Linked DNA regions of Anas platyrhynchos: region 1 is linked to region 2. Evidence: chromatin contacts called from public Hi-C data. All regions are on one chromosome and are shown on one strand. Each heading gives the region's core, a stretch centred on a gene start, on an enhancer-like site or on the middle of the called end of the contact. The rest is flanking DNA. Distances are from core to core; before and after follow the strand shown.

Region 1 (2,700 bases), core at 167-2,666, 45 kb before region 2:
CATGGCTGCACAGGTGTTCAAATACATCTGTGAGGGCCAGGATTTTCCTCAGAGGACCTAAAAAGGAACCAGTAAGTCAGCTGTGTGGAATAAAGAGTAGCGGAGGGTAAAAAAAAATCATGGAGGAAAAGGGAACTTCATGTAAGATGAAACTTCATCAGGTGCCTGGTGCAGTCAGTTAATTGCAGCCTTTGTATCCCAAATGACAAAGCAAAACCTTCCAGAATACATTTTCAATATTATTTTGTGCAGTGTATTTTCTATCTATGGAATCCAATTGCCATAGGCAGTCATCAAGACAAAGAGTTAAGTAGAATTAAAAAAAGGATTTAGGAAGCTTTGTGAGCAAAAGCAACATTTGCAGCTGCATGCGCTAGATTAAAACAGTGCAGGGGGCAAACAAGCTTCCTGCTTCAGCAACATAAGCTGATTGCTTTGAGGGTCAAGAAGAAATGTTTTCTTGCCATGTGTTAGCCCTGCTGGTTCATTGAGATTGTGGTGGGATGGTTTGACTTTTCACCAAGGAGCGCTCGCACTGATGAATGCTATGTTGATGCTATGATGAACGCTAGTCTGTGTTACAGCAACCATGGTATTCCCATAAAAAGAATCTCGGCTGATGAGTCCATAATGAATTTGATTGCTGACCTTGGCTCTGAAAGAGGCTTCCTCTCTGGCTGTAGGTAGCTTACTTTCTCTGTGCTCTAAATCATCACCTGGGAAATGGGAAGAGCGTACTTCTCTAGTTATCAGGAACACAATGAGGGGGAAGTACGTAAGAGGTGGTCGTCTTTTCACTCACCCATTCTGTGCTTTGGATTCAGACCTGCCATCCCACTGTAAATCAGGAGTATTTTAGCTAGTATTAGTCAAGATTTTTCCTGATTTATTCTGATGAAATGAGTTCAGAAGATGGTGCTTTCACATTCACATGTGAATGTGAATGTCACATGTTTGTGGAGCTCCTGTTTGAACTTGCTCTCACACAAACAGCAGCAGCCTGTCCTACAAAGGAAAGTAGCCCTGAGAAAGTCTCGTGGCCGTAGTCTAGAACAGGAGCAGTTTCTACAGCAGATTATGTATCACGATGGCTGGCTTGAGGCCCCAGAAGCTCCTGCCCAAGTCTTCACTCCCGTTGTGGACTTCTGTTGCCATTGCACCTGTTGCTTTGGTGTCCAGTTCTCTTCAGGTGTTTAATCTGAACAACAGGTAACAGCTGAGAGAAGACATTTCTCAAGTACTGGCTGAACCACCTGAATTATTTATGTTCATGGCTACAGGAGCTACACCTGTTGCTAATACCACAATACTTCATCATAACTCCTGTTTGGAAACACCACTACAGCTAGCTGAGCAGCAAGAAATACAGCATAGGTCAAGCAAGTTATTGATGCACAAGAAAGGTTTTTAATGACTTTGAACCTTGAACACTTTAGCTGGCAAAAATCTAAGAACAGATGGAAAGAGTCAAACACTTTTTCTCCTCCTTAGAGCGGTCAGGGGTCACAGGCACAAGGCGTTGTGTGATGGGGCAGCAGTGTGTGTGTGTACCCGTGCACGCACACACATGCAGAGCTGTGATGGACAGGGTCAGAATCCCCCGTGCCACCCTGGAGACCTGCCCCAGCATTTCGGGCAGGTCCGTGCTGCTGCCTTCCCCAGCCCTGCCGCACTCAGGGGGCAGCGGCTCCGCTCCGCGCCCAGCCCCGTCCCGCTGCCAGCTGCGGCTCTGCCACAGCCGGGGCACGGCACGCGCTGCCCGCGCCAACCGCCCAACGGTCCCCCGCGCGCCAACCGCCCCCGCGCGCCAACCGCCTCAACGGTCACCCCCGCGCGCCCAACGGTCACTCCCGCGCCCGCCGCCTCAGGGAGGGCCTCGGTCGCCCCCCGGGCGCTGGCGTTGAGGCGGGGCGAGGCGAGGCGCGGCCTCCGCGCGCCGGAAGTCGGGCGGCGAAGGGGGGGAGCGCGGAGCGGCGGCGGGGAGCGGCCAGCCGGGAGCGGCGAGCGGGGCTGGGCAGGGCAGGGCAGGGAGGGAGCGGCGCTGCCCGAGCCCGGCGCGGACGTGCTGCGGCTGCCGGGCGGAGGCGGTGCGGCGGAAACAAGCAGCGGGGAAGGAAGGGAGCGGCGGCGGGAGCCGGGAGTCGCGGCCACCATTAGCGGCGGGAGGAGCAGCAGCAGCAGCAGCAGCAGCAGCAGCCGCGGGGGGCTGCGGGCGGAGCGCGGTGCCGCCGCCTCGCCCCTGCGCCTCACGGACACCGCCGCTGCCCGCCGGGGGCTCCCCGCAGCTGAGGCGAGGTGAGCGGGGAGACGCCTTAAGGGGGGTGTTGGGGGGGGGGGCTGCTTCCTGCCCGGCGGGTGGGGGGCGAAACAAGGCGGCGAAATGCCGGGGGGTGGGTGGGTGTACGTGGGCGCCCCCCCGCGCGGAGCGCCCCTCGGAACGGGCTGGGGAGCGAGCCGGGGCTGCGGCGTGTGGCACCCAGACAATGTCAGCGCGGGGAGTCCCCGCCCTGTGCAGCCGCAGGCAGGCGGCTCCCCGACACCGCCACCGGCACCGGCACCGCCGTGCTGGCAGCCGCCGGCTCGCACCGCGCTCAGCTCGCGTCTGGAGCCGCTCGGGCTGGGCGCTGCAGCCCTGTGGGCGCCGTGGGCGCCGTGGTTTAGGTTTTGTGGTGTTTTTGTTTTTTTTTTTTTTTTTTTTTG
Region 2 (2,700 bases), core at 55-2,554:
ATTGCATATACTGTTATAATATAAGATGAAAGCTAGGGTTTGACAGGTTTGTAAAGGAATTTGAATCCACAAAATAAGACTTCATGTTATGATCAAACAACTGAGAACTGGCCTTCTGGTTGTGTCAGTTTTGCGCATCCTGGTTAGCAGTTAGGCTGTAATAGCATAATAATAGTTGCCTGTCAATAGAAAGACAAATCTTCAGTTATAGTTAACAAAACTTACTCTTAACATTGGTTACATTTGCTTATTTTGGATATTTTGCTTAACCTCATGTTCTTAAAAGTTGTAGATTTTAGGCCAGCAGTATCAGTCTTTGTTTTTTTTGTTTGTTTTAAAGAATAAAGGTTGTCCATATGTCCTATCTACTCCTAACTGAAAAGGTGTATCTGTGACTTTAACTCCACAGTTGTGCATACCCATTCTCTTCTAGTGATGGAGTTCTTGATTTGATATCTACAGGCCTGTTGTTTTTTTTTGTTCTTTTTCCTTTTAGTCTTCCAACTTAACTAACGCATCTCTTTTTGGACAGGTCAGACAACTATTTTCCATGAAATAATAGTCAGCTTTACTTTTTTCCTGCTTTGCGTTTTCTTTTGGGAAAACTCCACTGCTTGAAACCTCATCCCTGCAGACAAATTTTATTTGTGATTTTTGTGTTTGGTTTTATGCTAATTTAAGTCTTTTCTGCTGATTTGAGCAGTCTTTCCCCACCTTGTGTTGGCTCTGGTGTTTGTGCAGCTGCCTAGTGATTCCAATAATTTTCTGGTCTTCCTGCAAAATAATCCTCCCTGTTGTCCATGCAAGAGAGATCTGTGAACACGTGACTTGGGATTGGGATTGACTTCCCTGTGGCAATTTTGCCTTAAATTTCTGTGTCCCAAGCAACTTGTGTTCAACGTAGAACTATCACAACCTGTCTACTCTTTCTCTTGACCTGGGAGGCATGCGGACTAACAAATAGTGCATCTCATGCACATGGTGCAGCAGTTCCTTAATTTGGAATGTCCACAGACCTGTTTCTTAAACTGCATCAAGTTTCAATAGGCTTGGACTGTAACAGCCAAAACTGGAATGAAGTTATAAGGGTCCATAGCAGTTAATGAATACTTGCTGTAAATAGGATTTTGTGAGTCCTGATCGTTGTGTGGTGTTTTTCTTAAGTTGCAGAACTGAATGCTTGGAGTTAGGAAATTCCAATTGCTTGCAGTGAAACAGAGTTGCACAAGTTCCAGGAGGGATGGTCTCTTGGGAGCACAGAGTAATAGCTCTGGATTCTCACTTCCAGTGTCTGGCTCCAATATGCTGTGCAGCAGCCAGGCATTGCAGTTGTAAGAAAGCTGCTGTGTTCTCCTCCCATGGGCCCAAGCATTCTTGAACTTGACCAGTCTTTTGTTCAAGGATAGTTGTTTGCAGCCCATTTGAAAGGCTGGGCAGTTCTGTGTGAGAAGATGCAGCCTTGAGGTTTTTAGTTGTGGTGGTCTGGACTTCAATGAGGCTTTGTGGACTACAGTTTTAATTCTTAAAGCTCCTGCTCGGGCAAATTTGGTTAACTTCCAATGGACCAGCAGAGAAGAGACAGTATGTGAGGCTGCTCCTGTCAATAAACTGTTAGGTGGTCAGGCATACAGAGGTATTAAAGCCTTAAAACTACCTTTATGTTGAATAAATGACTAGTAATAATTCTATAACAAATTTGTTATAAATTTCTTAGTGGTTATAGTTCGGAAACTTTTTTTTATAAGCAACTGAAAATACGTCTTGTATATGGAAGTATCAGGCAGCTGTTATCTAACGGTGCCACTTCAGTTTCTAAGTGGCATAGGTGTATTCCTTTTCTGAGGTCTTGATAAGAATAAACTATAACCCCTTTTGCATTTTTCATCTGTCAAAACCTGTGTAACTCAGTTACCAAAATTAATATGCCTGAAAATAAATACTTTAGTACCTTTGAGGAAAAGGAGCAAGGATTAGATGGCACACTGAATGGAAATCTTTAGGCACTGCTTTTTAGTAGTTCAATTTTTGGTACTGCAGAATGTTCAAAATGTTCAGTTTTTGATACTGCGCACTTAAAAGCATGTCTGTGTCATGACTGAATATTTTGTCCTGAGACATGCATTTGTTTTATTCTCCTTTCTTCTCTTATCAATGATTAGGGAAATAGAGAAATACTTTCACTGGATTTCATTTTAAAATAATTTGCAATATGACAGTGCTCAGTTCTAGTATAGTATGTCCAGCTGAAAGTAAGATTAATCTGCATCCGCTTTTTTCTTGTTATACTTAGTAATTGTCACCAAAGTGTATTTTTGTTACTTGTATGAAGGAACTTATGTGGAAATTATATGAACTTGTATGAAGTGACAGTTTCGTTGTTGTTTTTTTTTTTGGTAGTATTTAGAGAACTGAACTCTCAGTTGTTGACTTAGTGAACAATTGACTGTGCAAAGAGAATGCTACCTGAGTTTGTTTTTTGCTGAGTATGCCTACAGATGTTTTACTTCAGTACTTAAGTTAGTGACTGTTCTGCTCTCATTGTGGTTGAGAACATAATCACATTCTCTTTCCCTTCCAATAGGAGCAGAAAACCTGAATCTCTTATTGTCTTTAAGTCATCGATCATTTATACATACAAAATTGGGATAAGGGACACTGAAACTTTTTAATGTTGTTTTGTTTCTTTTGCTTCCATTAATT

What was found. A called contact is a pair of places that touch in the nucleus more often than the background predicts.
Region 1: a Hi-C map of subcutaneous adipose tissue shows a contact between it and region 2, with 1.6 times the contacts expected there. The contact joins the promoter of RAPH1 here to the enhancer-like site in region 2. A contact is called at or near these places in 3 of 8 Hi-C or Micro-C datasets (liver, skeletal muscle and subcutaneous adipose tissue).

Annotation. Positions count from the first base shown.
Region 1 is chr7:26,246,130-26,248,829 of IASCAAS_PekinDuck_T2T, reverse strand. RAPH1 (Ras association (RalGDS/AF-6) and pleckstrin homology domains 1) reads left to right here and starts at 1,416. Exons shown (of 17, transcript XM_038182490.2): 1 at 1,416-2,295.
Region 2 is chr7:26,200,850-26,203,549 of IASCAAS_PekinDuck_T2T, reverse strand. All of the region lies in intron 5 of RAPH1 (Ras association (RalGDS/AF-6) and pleckstrin homology domains 1), which reads left to right. Among named protein-coding and RNA genes, the nearest start is that of RAPH1, 45 kb to the left of the region's middle. Within about 2 kb of position 1,304, at least 3 of the 8 cell types and tissues checked have an H3K27ac peak or open chromatin away from gene starts, as enhancers often do. A contact at or near this core is called in subcutaneous adipose tissue, where this site is marked.